2 separate regions of the Oryctolagus cuniculus genome follow, and region 2 is linked to region 1. Evidence: chromatin contacts called from public Micro-C data. All regions are on one chromosome and are shown on one strand. Each heading gives the region's core, a stretch centred on a gene start, on an enhancer-like site or on the middle of the called end of the contact. The rest is flanking DNA. Distances are from core to core; before and after follow the strand shown. Region 1 holds the start of ACTL6A (actin like 6A). Region 2 holds the start of LOC138849333 (microtubule cross-linking factor 1-like).

Region 1 (7,023 bases), core at 3,254-5,753:
ATTCAAGCCATGATTTGCTGCTCCCGGGTGCATTAGCAGGGAACTGGATCAGCATGGAGTAGCTGGGACTCCAACTGGCACCCATATGGGATGTGGGCATCCCAAGTGGCTGCTTAATCCCCTGTACCACAATGACAGCACCTGTTACATTTTTTGGAACTTCAGTAAACAGGACATGATACTTACAATGGTTCCTTAACATGTGCATATCCATACAAAACAGTATTCATTGAAATTTTTGATAATTACTAATTTCATATATTTTCCAGCATGAAATAAATAATTCTAAATGTACATGAATTTTTGGGTCATTTCTTCTTTACAGATGGATGGTAATCCTGTGCATTTGTTTCCTAGCTTACGTGAATAACATATGAAATATTTAAGCTCTGAATTCAATAAAATCTGAGATGGAGGACAAGATCAGTAATATTTTGTAATAACTGCTGGAAATCCACAGTCTGAGTGCAGATGCAGCTGGTGTGAGACTACAGCCATCACAGGTGTCCTGGCGCAGCCCTACAATTACAGAGGAGCAGCGACCCCGTGAGGCAAAGCCAAGTGGTGCACCTGGGCGCCTAGGATATTCTTCTGGCAAGGATATTACTACTAAGGACTTTTGAAAGGTTGCTTGTTTTTACAGATCTAGACTCAGATCAATCACTGAACGCCCATTTTTGGCTAGTTAAATATATTTTCATGTTACTTCAATGTTTTGTCTGGGGGGTTGGCATATCTAATATGATAGTTCGAGGAGAAAAATGGCAAGCATTGACATTTGAGAACTGAAGTAACAGACAGTAACTTTGAGTTGTTGCTGTTGGTTTTGTTTTTTTTTAATCTGATTAGTTATTGGTAATATTAACAAATAGGTTGAGCAAAGACTTTAGATAAAATGTGTTAGGTTATAGAGGAGAAATATTAATGAAAAAAAAAAAAACAAAAAACTCAACCCTCAAATATTTTACATTCCATAGATTTTGTTGGATTAACATTTTATTTTAATGCACTTTCTACTAGTTTTGCTAATAATTAAGAATTAAGAGGCAGGTGCTGTGGCATAGTGGGTTAAGCTACCACCTTCAGCACCGGCATGCCACATAGGTGCTGGTTCAAGTCCCAGCTGCTCCATTTCTGATCCAGCTCTCTGCTAACGCACCTGGGAAAGCAGCAGAAGATGGCCCAAGTGCCTGGGCTCCTGCACCCATACGAGAGAACCAGACACAGTTCCTGGCTCCTGGCTTCGGCCTGGCCCAGCTCTGGCCATTGCATCCATTTGGGGAGTGAACCTGTGGATGGAAGATATCTCTCTCTCTCTCTCTCTCTCTGTAACTCTGCTTTTCAAATAAAATAAATAAAACTTAAAAAAAAAAGAACTAAAAAAAAGAGGATTGAAGAAAACAAACTACCATACTCTAAGTCTTCTCTTAAAGGAGATAATGACACTATTACTCAGGTGGTGTACTTCCCCAATAGTGTTCCCTAGGATGCTGGACAGGTTTTTTTGTTTGTTTGTTTTTTACCAATAACCCTTTCTTTCAGCAATGAAACATTTTGGGGTAATAATCTCAGTGCTCTATTAAAATCTTTTTTTTTTTTTTTTTTTTTTTTACAGGCAGAGTGGACAGTGAGAGAGAGAGAGAGAGAAAGATCTTCCTTTTCCGTTGGTTCACCCCACAATGGCCGCTCCGGCTGGCATGCTGCAGCCAGCGCACCACACTAATCCGAAGCCAGGAGCCAGGTACTTATCCTGGTCTTCCATGCGGGTGCAGGGCCCAAGCACTTGGGCCATCCTCTACTGCACTCCCTGGCCACAGCAGAGAGCTGGCCTGGAAGAGGGGCAACCAGGACAGAATCCGGCGCCCCAACCGGGATTAGAACATGGGGCGCCTGCACCGCAGGCAGAGGATTAGCCTAGTGAGCCGCGGCACCGGCCTATTAAATTTTTGTTGATTAAAATTTTTCAAGGCTTAAGTGTGGGCTTTTATCTATGTTGACATATAATTAATCCCGAGATAGCAGATGTATTGCAGTGAAACTCTTTTTCTCTGAAGTTCATTTCAATGATTTATTATTAAATAAAGCAATGATTCCATTGATACAAGAGATTAAGATGATCAAAAATTATGGATAAATGAACAAATGAACGATTTGTTTTCCAATGCCCCCCTCTTTTTTTTTAAGATTTATTTATTTGAAATTTAGAGTTACACAGAGAGAGAAGGAGAGGCAGAGCAAGAGAGGTCTTCTATCCACTGGTTCACTCCCCAATTGGCTACAGTGGTCGGAGCTGCGCTGATCGGAAGCCAGGAGCCAGGAGCTTCTCCCTAGTCTCCCCGCTGAGTGCAGGGGCACAAGGAATTGGGCCATCTTCCACTGTTTTTCCAGGCCATAGCAGAGAGCTGAATTGGAAATGGAGCAGCCAGGACTCAAACCGGTGCCCATCTGGGATGCTGGCACTGCAGGCGGTGGCTTTACCTGCTACACCACAGTGCTGGCCCCTCCAATACCCTTTCAAATGATCAAATGGAGCAAAAACTTTAAACAAAAACACCTCAGTATGATTTTCCAGTATTCTCTTAAACTGCCATTTTCTGTGCTCTTATGGCGCAAATGCCATAAATGAATGAAGCTTGGTTGTGTCCCAAATAAAACTTAGTTTAGGTCACAGAAATGTCAATTTCATCAAATGTTCACATGCCACAAAATAGTCTTAAAAATACTTTTTAAAAACCCATTAAAAAAATGGAATATGCATTCTTAGCTTGAAGGCTGCACAAAAATAGATGGCAGGTAGGATTTGGTCGTAGGGCCATAGCTTGCTGACCTCAGCATTACCTCACCGGGTTGATGGGAGTTTCCTGTTTGATCAGATACACTTGCGATTCTACTGTCAAGTGAACTGGAAAGAGTTTTCTCACAGGCCTTGCTTGGCACCCAACACTTTGTACCACCCCGCAGGCCTGGAGAGGAGGGAGTTCTATTCCATGTTCCTATGGCTAGGGGCAGCCCTTACATGCTTAGACTGTAGACTTAAGAAGGGCTGTCACAGGCACAGGCAGCGACGTGAAGGGTTTGAGCCTCTTTATAGATGAAGCTGCTTGCAGCCTGTGAAGAGGCAGTGACAAGTGGTTGCAGTAATCGAGGGGAGAACGACAGTGGGCTGGCCTGGCTGGTGGAAATCATCTACTAAGCAGAGCAGACAGACTGGAGATGTATTTAGGCTTAGATGCTTGCCTGAATGAGCATCGATTAGCTCGTTCAATACCTGTCTCACCAGATAAAAGAAACGGATGACCTATCTAAATGTAGTTGGTACAATGCATCACGTCTTAGCCATGAATAAGCATTTTAAAAAATTGCAGGATCCTTCCCCTGGTGGGAGTTCTGGCGTGCAGAGGCCAGCTGTTTCGGCCTTTGCTGACGCCAGGCAAGGACACGTCCCTGCCTCTCGCTGGACACCTGGGAAAGGCATTGGCCCGTTACCTCCCCGCTGAGTCAAGTGTTTCCTGGTTCAGAGAGGAAGTGGCGTCATTCATGCCTCACTCCTGGCTTCCGGCTTTGATTTTGTAACCTCTGGCCTTTTTTGATCATTGGAATTGTATATCTAAGTCGGCTTGTGACCTGGCGAGGTGGTCACGGGGCTCTCCTGTCTGCCCGCCTGTTGACTGCTTGCTTTATCAATATTGGGGTTCCCAGTTGTGAGGCAGTGGCCGAGGGTGGCATCTGTGGGGAGAACCTGCCAGAGGCCTGCACGCAGGCCCGAGTCTGCCGGTGAACCGCTCTCCCTGCTGAGAAGCCAAACGCCGCTCCTCTGTGTGACTGGCGGCTGAGCCCTCAACTTGCCCTTGACCTCCACGAAGAACTGCGCGCCGTGAGGCTCCCTCCTTGCCGAAGTTCGGATATGAGTTCGTTTTCCTTTGCCAAGGGACCTGCTGGTGATTGGGAAATGCCTGTGTCTGGGGTTAACAATGGTTTCTAAGTGAATAAACGGGCCATTTAATTCTGTAACAAAAAATTAAAAAAAAAAAATTGCAGGAGCCTATTAATTTGTTTGATTCACTGGTTGACCCTACACAAAGTGGAGTACAATTTTATTCAACAAATGTTGGTTGAAAATGCTTTTTTTATGGAAAATCTTTAAAAATCCGTAAATTCACTGCAGTGCAAGGTCAGGAATTACTGCTCGTTGACACTTTATCCTATTTCCATACTTTATCCCATTTCCAGCCTCTTTCCTGAGCCCCTTCCCGCCCCAGGTTCCCACCGCGCCTCGGCGCCTGGTCACACCCCTGGGCCCGCCCCCCGACGCCTGGCTCTCCCGCTCCCTCCGCCCACCCTGCAAGCTCCGCCCCCTGGAGTCCCGCAACCCAACTCCTGCCCTCCTTCCGTCGCTTTCCGCCCAACCCCGCCCCCATGGCCACCTTCGATTGGCTAAACTGGCGGAGCCGCGGCGGGGATGCAGCGAAGCCGCATTATGATTGGCTGAAAGGTAGGCCTCCCTCCTCGTGATTGGCTGCTAAGGGGAGCCAGCAAGTGTGGCTGAGCTCTCGGGTGTGTGGACGCCGCTTTGTTGCCGGAGGGGGGTGGCGGTGGAAGTTAAGGGGGTCGGGGGCCAGCGCGTGTGGCGGCCGCTGTAGTCACTTCGCCCGGCACCTTTTCGCCCAGGAATCAAGCCGACGGCAGCCATGAGCGGCGGCGTGTACGGGGGAGGTGAGTGAAGGCGGCCCGGCCAGAGAGCGCGCCTTTTTGGCGTGTGGGGTTTGTAACCGCCGCCCCCAGCCCTCCCCTACCCGGCGGTCCCTTCCGGTCTCCCCCTCTCGGGACCCCGGCCTCCCCGCCCCATCCCCGCCCCGCGCTCTGCCCGCCCCCGGAGCCCACCCGGCTCAGCGTGCGCCTCGGGCGCCGGAGGAGCTGGGCTTTTGGGGTCGCGCGTGCTGCTTCCAGCGGGCCGGCCCGCGGCGCCCCGGCTGGAGTGTCTCGCCTCGGGGTGGCAGCCCCGCGTGTGTCTGCAAAATTCGCCCGTGTGGGGCTTGCGTCTGCGTTTAACCTGGGAGGCCCCCAGCAGTTGGCGAGCGCGGACGGAGGGTGTCCGCAACGTCCCATAGAAGGCAGAGCGGCCGCGAGAGGTGGACCGAGGGGAGAGGGGGCGGCCGCCTCGGTCTGCGCCCTGCGCTCGCGCTGCCTCACGTTCCTCAGCAGCTCCTGCCCATTCTTGACCGTGGAGTCTGCGGAGTTACTCGTGGGAGGGCCTGGTTGGGATGAATCTAGAGACACATGCAATTTAAGGACGCCCGGAAGCTTTGCCTGAGGTCCCGGGCGTCTGTTCTCTGGCTTTTCTTGAGTAGACTGTGTTGTGGTACAAAGATTACCACGGGCTGTGGGCATCGTCAAACTTCTCAGCGCCTTGGCCTTGGGCAGTTTACTTTCCCCGACTTTGCGCCGCTCGCTCGTGGGATGGGAATTCCTTAGCCAACGAGGGTGGCTGCCAAGATGGACCGACATGAAGCTACACCTGCTGCTCCAATTGAAGTCCGTGGAGCGGCAATATCAGCATCACCTGCAAGCTGTTTAGAAAGAATCTCAAGGCCCACCCTCCGTTCTACAGAGTCAGGGCTTCCATTTTTGAAAGATGCCCCAGACAATTGGAGCACTCACTGTTGGATTCACATTTTGGGGTGTGTTTGAGTTAGAGACCCAAAAGACAAATCCGAAATACAGTCAGCCTTGAGTAACTGTGGGCTCCACATCTGTGGATCCCACTAACTGTGGACCAGAAGTATTCAGAAAAAATTGCATCTGTATTGAACATGTGCAGATTTTGTTTCTTGTTATTCCCTAAAGTATAACAGCTGTTTACATAGTGTTTACATTGTACTAGGGATTATAAGTAACATAGAGAACACCTACTTAAAGTATCCAGTAGTCTGTGCCACAGGTTATAGGCAAATGCTACATCGGTTTATATAGTCGACTTGAGTATCCAAGGATTTTGGTGTATGGGGGTAGGGTCCTGTAACCAATCCGCTGCAAACACTGAGGGACTATGTGCTTGCTACTGCTACTGTTTTAGTAAGGATTCTCTTTCTGAAGAGGATGGCATTCCGCAGGTAAAGGGATAGGTAACTTTTCTAAGTTCTTAGTATTTTTGGTGGTGTAGTTTCAGAGTCTTCTCTGAGGCAGCATGCTGAGCCTGTTGCCTCCTCCTTCCTATTTTGTGTCCTTGATTTTCTTATTTTTACTTTGGATCTTGTTAATTCACCTCTTCCCCATCTGAAGATTCAGTCTTGACTCCAGAGAAACTGAGTCTAGACTCTTAGGAGCTCCAGGTTCATTGAATCAAGGATCCGGAGGCTGTCCAGTATTCCTTACAAGGCATTGTTTAGTATGACTGGTAGGAATGGGATAATACTAATGCTAGCAGCTAGCATTTATTAGGTGCGTACTGGAGACCAAGAGTATTCCAAAGGTTTTATGTGCATTATTTTTAATCCATGCAGTAACTCCTATAATCTACAACCACCATGTAAGATGGTATTATTATCCCTGTGTTACTGAAGAAAATGATGTAAAGATAGGAAAGGTTAAAAATCAGCCCAAAGTCATAATTATCTAGGGAGTTGAGAGCAAAAATCTCTGAAATAAAGGGCATTTCAGCCAAGCCCTTCCCTACTCCTTTAAAAAAGCCATTTCTTTGGTTATTTCTCTGTGTGTCATGTTTCAGTTATACAACCATAGTATTACCATGTATGACTTAGGTGTTCAGAATAAAACCACTTCTTGCTAGCTTATTCAGAGGAGTGTAAGGATTATTCAGAAAGTTTATGGAAAATGGAGTTGAATGTTTATTTTAGTGTGAACATTTTTGGAATTTAATCAAGAAAGCTTATGAAAAAACATGGATTTCAAAAATTTTTGCACCAAAATACTTAGTTTTTAATTCATTTTCCATGAACTTTTTGAAGTACTCTGATGTTTTAAAGTCTTTCATGTAGAAAGTACTTAGAATTCACAAAAGTAAGT
Region 2 (7,023 bases), core at 1,575-4,074, 240 kb before region 1:
AAAAAATCACTGATCAAAGATCTACTGTTCATATAATAATGAAAAAGTTTGAAATGTTACAAGAATTACCACAATGTGACACAAAGTTAGCAAATGCTGTTGGTAAAATGGTGTCAACAAATTTGCCGGGTTCAGGGTTGTCACAAACCTTCAATTGTAAAAACTACAGTATCCTCAAAGTGAAGCACAATAAAATGAAGTGTGCTTGTATTCTACAAGGGTGGACAAAATTGGAAGAACGATGCTTGAATGCCCTCTATACCAAAATTATAAAAGTATTTAACAAAAAAACCATTTGGTACTCTTATGAGATTTCAGGGTTTTTTTTTGTTTGTTTGTTTGTTTGTTTTCCCAGCTGCCTCCCTGCCCTGGAGGAAGAGAAGAAAAGAGAGCCACAACATTGCAACTAATCCAAGAACTTTATGTTGTGTTCAATTTGTGATTACATTAAATGTTAGCTGAGGGGCTGGCACTGTGGCGTACTAGGCTAAGCTCCACTGCAGCGCCAGCATTCCTTACAGACACCAGTTCAAGACCTGTCTGCTCCTCTTCCTATCCACCTCTCTGCTGTGGCCTAGAATGTAGAAGATGCCCAAGTTCTTGGGCCCCCACATCCGCGTGGGAGGCCCAAAAGCTCCTGGCTCCTGGCTTTGGATCGGCCCAGCTCTGCTGTTGCAGCCATTTGGGGAGTCAACCAGTAGATGAAAGACCTTTCTCTCTCTCTCTCTGTAACTCCACCTGTCAAATAAATATTTTTTAATAAATGATATCTGAACATTTTAAGGCTCTTCTAAGTGGTAACTGTGAGGATTTTTTAAGATAATACACTTGTGGAAGTGGGGGTGCTCATACCACAAAATATTTTAAAACGAAACATCCAAAATATAAAGATTGACACAAGGCTCTATGTGAACAAATCACTAACTCAAGATGGTGTCAGGACACCCTCTTGTGGCTTCCAATGTATCAGGGAGGGAAAAAGCCCAGCCACACCAGAGAGCAAAAGATACATGCTGTATTTTATAACTTTCACAAACTTGTATGCTTTTCTATTCTGTGCCAGGTCCTACTCCTACTAGGACTGAGGGTTCTTCTAAATCTCTTTTACTTTATTCTGGCTATGCTAGCATGCATGAATATTCACTTATTTGGGATGAGTCACACGCAAAAGTTCTGAGGTAATAGACTGAAACTAGTTTTTCAAACAGGTCTTTATCCCCTGGGACGGAGTGAAGGGGCTTGCTTGCGGAAGGGCTGTGATTCTCCCTTTCCAGCAGTTGATCGGTTGATCAGCGCGTGGTTCCCAGAAATAGCACCGCCCTGCAGCCCCGACTTTCCCAGTGACCTTGGGCACCCGATAATCCACAAGGGCTTCATTCATCCACTTAACAAAGATTTGAACCCCAGTTGTGCAGGTTACAAAAAGGAGTTAAGGCCGGAGACTTTAGCCCCTCACAAGCCCACTTTTTCTAATTTGTAAATTGGAACTAACAACCTCGACCGGTTGTCAAAAAAGATTAAACACATGACCACATTTTTAAAGTGATTGTTTTTGAAATGGTGTTCACAAATATATTTTTGCTCATTTATTTATTTTGGAGGCCCCACTGGGATTCCTTTAATCCTCCCTACATCTGTTCCCAGAAACTCAAGGTCAGAACACGATTTAAATAATCGAAACCAATCTCCAGAAACTTTACATTCATTCCACCAAGATTTCCTGACCCAACGAACCGGGCGGAGACCTAAGGATTGACTCACGGACCTTCAAGGGGTCCTCCCTCAAGCCCGGTAACGAGCATCCCAGCTCTGTGAGGTTCTCGGGCGTCGCAAAAGCCACGACGCGGTCCCGCTCTCTCCGTCCCCCACAGGCTGCTGGCTTATTTAGGGTTACAGAACGCCATCTGCCCGGCCTAATCCGGACAAGGCCATTGTCGCGCGTCCCCGGGAGGGGCAGGGTGGGGAGAGGGTGACTCTCGCGGGCGGCGCGCCTTCCACTTCTTCCAGGGCGGGAGGGAGGGCTGGGGACAGGCAGGTCAAGGTCGTCGCGCAGCCAGGCGGGCCGCAATTCCAGCGACTGGAAGCCCCCGCCGCGCTCCGCAGGGGCCGCACCCCGCTCGGGAGCGGCCCGCGGCGGCGCAGAGAAGCCGGCAGGGGGCGCGGGCCTCGGGGCCACCCCCGGGGCTGCCGGCCGGTGGTCCCTCCCAAGCCCGGTGTGCCGTGTGGCCGCGCAGCCCGGTCCCCTGCCCCCAACTCACCTCGTCACCTCCCCGCCCTTTCGGCGGGCCCCTGAGGTGCGCGGCGCAGGCGCGGAACGAGGCAGTGAGTGCGGCCGCGGAGCTGGGGCCTGGCGGACAGGGCGTGGGGCGCGCGCAAAGGAGAGGGGCTGGCCCGGCTGAGTGCCCGGGAGCGCGAGAGCCAGAGCGCCGCCGCCGTGCGCCCGCCGCCTTGCGCCCGCGGGTAAGGCCGCACCGCCCCTCAGAGCTACGCCCGGACCGGCCTGGCGGGCCCGCAGGCACTGGTGAGTGTGAGGGAGGAGCGGGCGGACTGGGCGCTAGACCGCTGCAGGGGACGCAGGCGTGCGGGCGCATCTCCCGACGGGAGAGGGCTGGAAAGACCGGATGGCTTGTTTGAAACTGAAACCCTGTCTTCGTTTTACGGCGGGAGGGCTTCCCCTCCCCCATCCCGAAGGCAGTTCCAGGCCCGGCGAAGGACGCCTCGGCCCCACCTCGCCTCGGCTCTCAGCTGCTGCTTTCCTTACAGCTCCCTTGGGGTCGGGGCTTCAGCGTGCCCTCAGCTCTGGCCGTCAGTCGCAGGCCCGGCGAGGCGGGTGCGTGGCGCTGGGCTGGCGGCTACTGGTCCGGGCGACTCCTGCCGGGCCCGGTGGAGGGCAGCTGAGCTTGGGCCTCTGGGCTCCGGCCGCCCTAGGGTGCCACGCTGGCCCCCGGCACTGCCCGGCGGCTTCGCGGCCCTCCCGCGCCGCAGCCCGCTGCGCTCCGCAAGTTGTCGCCGCGGGAAGCGGGCATCGGCCCTGCCACCCAGAGACTCCCCTCTCGCTCGGGTGCTTTTAAGCCCTTTCTGGTTTTGCTTTCAAGTAGGGCCTAGGGACACGAGTCCTTTGAAGAAGCTTATTTCTGCAAAGAGATAATAGAGTCGTGCCTGAACAGTAGCTATTCGAATATTTGACCAGGTATTTTCAGTACATTCGCTGACATGTGGAGGGCTCTAGTTGAAGCTCCTATGCAGCCATTTTTATGTTTTGTTTCTTTTAAAATCTAGAAAATATATACTTTTATTAGGATGAAAAGGAAACTTTAGCCCTGTTAACTCGTTTAAAATGTGCCTTTTTTTTTTTTTTTTTTTTGCGAAGACTTACTATACATGTTAGGAAGAAAGACCACGTTGCCTGAAAGGCCTATAAAAGGTTCAGTGATTTGATAAACACTATCATGGGTATTGTGTTTTTTGTGTATATATATTCTTGTGTGTGTGTGTGTGTGTGTTTTAAATGACATACCTGGACAACCGTACATATTTGGTTGGGGCCGTAACTAGTTGGGTTGGCTCAGGAATAAATATATGAAACCTTAGAAAACAAAAATGACAGAGGCTGGCGTGTATTGTGTAAGGTGCTTAAAAAAAAAGTTTCCTGTGGGATGATGCCATATTTTGTAAGTTTAAAATATAAACTCATAGGAAAAAGTAAAATAAAAAAAGTAAAAATAAAAGCATAGGAAAAAGTCTAGATAATATACAACAAAATGAACAGTGGGTGAATGGATTCTATTTTTGTTATGTTTTAATCTTCTGATATTCCTGCAGTAGTAGCATGTTATGTGCATAGGGTGTATGAGTAAAATGCCAAACGTGTTGATTATGCATGCAAAAGGTACATAAAAATGTTTGGTGAAGTGAAGAGTGGTTAGCAGTTTTGCTCTGGAGGGGCATCTTACTACTGTGCTGAAAGGAGGTCTAATAAGCATTTTTCAATGTTGTTTTGACTTAAGTAGGAGTTGAACCCTCTATGATCGGTGGTCCTACTTTTCTATCACTTCACAGTTTGAGTCCTGGCTGGCTTACAACACTGGTTTTAATACATGCTTGATTTCCTCTTTCTTATTCAAGCCCTAAAGAAATTGAAATGTATTCTGAAAAAATAACAGTTTTTAGTGTCTTCTTGATGCTTTTTTTTTTAAGAAGGATTTATTTTATTTATTTGAAAGGCAGAGTTACAGAGAGAGGTAGAGATAGAAAGAGGTTTTCCATCCATTGGTTTACTCCCCAGATGCCTATAAGAGCCAGGAGTTTCTTGGTGTCCCACGTGGGTGCAGGGGCCCAGGGACTTGGGCCATCCTCCACTGCCTTCCCAGACACATTAGCAGGGAGCTGGGTTGAGAGTGGAGCACCCAAGACTCGAATCAGCACCCATATGGAATGCCTACTGCAGGCTAGCACTTTAACGCACTGCATCATAGCATCGACCCCCCCCCCTTCTTTTCAGTTTATTTTTTAAATATTGTTTATTTGAAAAACAGAGTCACAGAGAGATAGAGGCAGACAGAGAGAGACAAGTCTTCCACTGGTACACTCCCCAGATGGCTGCAATGGCCAGAGCTAAGCCAATCTCGAGTTAGGAGCCAAGAGCTTCTTCCAAGTCTCCTACGTGGGTACAGGGACCTAAGGACTTGGGACATCTACTGCTTTCCCACACCATAGCAGAGCGCTGGATCAGAAGTAGAGCAGCCAGTACTCGAACAGGCGCCTATATGGGATGCCAGCATTCAAGGTGGTGGCTTTACCCACTATGCCACAGCACTGGCCCCTCTATACTTTTAACACAGGTAGAACATGAAGTGTGAAGCATATCACAACATTTCTGTTAATCTCATGGTTGTCAGTTTCTTTAGGTGATTCTCTTCCCTTCATCACAACTGGTGACGAAGTAAGAACTGAAAGCAAAATGTAACTTGCTGGGGCAGTGCTTAGCAGTGAAGATTTACATACGTAAAATGCTCAGGAGTCCGAAGACATGAGTTTTCATTCCTGGTTCTGCCACTTTGTTGACTTGGCTTTCACTGAATCTGTTTCCTCATCGGTAAAAATGAGGTGGGTTTGGTAGAAGTTCCTTTGGGTACCCCATAGGATTGTTGTGATGATGAAATAGAATAAGGATTAGAAGAATGCTTAATGAACTGAAAAAACACTGTCTTATTACTATATGAGTGCATAATAGATGTTCAGTAAATTATTGTTATTTTAACTTGTGTTATTAAATCTACGAGAATCTTAACAGTGAAAAGTCTTAGACTTAATGTTTGCTTTCATGTACCTATTTTTCCTTATAGCTGAATAAATTATGCAAATTTATATTCCTATTTTGGTGTCAAGATTTAGCTTTAGAAGGTAAATTTGATTTCCAAAAAATAAGAAAAGTTTGCATGTAACACATACTTAGCAACATATACAATTTTTACTAGTAAGTATAATATATTCAAAATAATATTATACCTGAATTCATTCTGTATAACTTTCCAGCTGACTAAAGGTCTGGTACCATGATATTCCTGAATCTTGGAAATGAGCCACATTTTTGTTGATATAATTTCTGTCATGGTTTACTTACAGGCATTTTTTACCATATGAGGACACTTCCCTGTAATTCGTTTTTTTTTCTCACTACAGAATTAAGAATTATACCAAGTAAGTAAAATGTGGTGAAACTAGTTAATTTTTAACAGTTCATTGGCATTTAATCATAAAGTAGTTACTATACCTGTTCTGTTCAAAGTAGAATATTTAATGTGATTATATAAAAAAGGAATTTTTTTAAATTATATTTTGAGATTCTGTGTGTCAATGCTAGTTTTCCTGGAAGCCATGGGGCCAATACAGATTTGTGACAGTATTTTTTAAGGAAATGTATCTTCTGTATGAAAATATTCCCAGTTGTAGGAAATATGCCTATAAGACTTTTCATTTATTTATTTGAAAGGCAGAGTTGCAGAGATGGAGGGAGATGCAGAGAGAGAAAGTGTCTCTGTCTGTTGGTTTATTCCCCAAATAGCTGCAAGCCAGGAGACTGGAATTCCACCCAGGTCTCCCATGTGGGTACAGGGCCCCAAGTGCTTAGGCCATCTGCTGCTGCTTTTCAAGGTACATTAGCAGGGAGCTGGATTGAAAGTGGAGCAGGGGCCGGCGCCAAGCCTTGCAGCGCTGGCACACCGGGTTCTAGTCCCGGTCGGGGCGCCGGATTCTGTCCCAGTTGCCCCTCTTCCAGGCCAGCTCTCTGCTATGGCCCGAGAGTACAGTGGAGGATGACCCAAGTCCTTGGGCCCTGCACCCCATGGGAGACTAGGAGAAGCACCTGGTTCCTGCCATCGGATCAGCGCAGTGCGGCGGCCATTGGAGGGTGAACCAACGGCAAAGGAAGACCTTTCTCTCTGTCTCTTTCTCTCACTGTCCACTGTGCCTATCAAAAAAAAAAAAAGAAAGAAAGAAAGTGGAGCAGTCAGGACACTCATATGTCTCAGGCAGCAGCCTAACCTGCTGCACCACAACACCATTTCCCTATTAAACCTAATATTAATGTGGTGCTATAGGCATTATGGGTTTTTTTATATATAATAATAATAATTTAAGTATAAAGTTTACTGTTATTTGGAACTATCCAGTTCTCACGATTACATCAACACTAAAAACCCAGGCAGAGCAAGGAGGAGCCTGACCTTGCCAGTCTTTTCTAGGTCCCATGGCAGGTTACAGGAGATCAATCACAAGGACAGTCCTGGGCCTCAAGCATTTTTTTTTTTTAATTAGTCATAGTATTTTGGGAAGTACAAGAAAACAAACAAAAGTTCTGCATTTAAACTTGACTGGGAAAGTAATCCAAAATTTCTATTATAAGGTAGATTTTCACATGGCACACATATTTCCTATTGCCTATAAATTCTTCACTTAGAAATAATTTTTATAACTATATCAACAGTTGTTAATTGTGACTTGCTACATGTTTTTTTCATTTTT

The links. A called contact is a pair of places that touch in the nucleus more often than the background predicts.
Region 2: a Micro-C map of ear pinna shows a contact between it and region 1, with 4 times the contacts expected there. The contact joins the promoter of LOC138849333 here to the promoter of ACTL6A in region 1. A contact is called at or near these places in 3 of 6 Hi-C or Micro-C datasets (ear pinna, embryonic fibroblasts and an unstated tissue).

The regions. Positions count from the first base shown.
Region 1 is chr4:100,247,284-100,254,306 of mOryCun1.1, reverse strand. It overlaps ACTL6A (actin like 6A), which reads left to right and starts at 4,503. Exons shown (of 14, transcript XM_002716442.5): 1 at 4,503-4,713. The coding sequence starts at 4,689. It also overlaps the pseudogene LOC100346731.
Region 2 is chr4:100,488,389-100,495,411 of mOryCun1.1, reverse strand. LOC138849333 (microtubule cross-linking factor 1-like) reads right to left here and starts at 2,824. Exons shown (of 4, transcript XR_011388043.1): 1 at 2,259-2,824. ZNF639 (zinc finger protein 639) reads left to right here and starts at 2,337. Exons shown (of 6, transcript XM_070072481.1): 1 at 2,337-2,521; 2 at 4,908-5,106.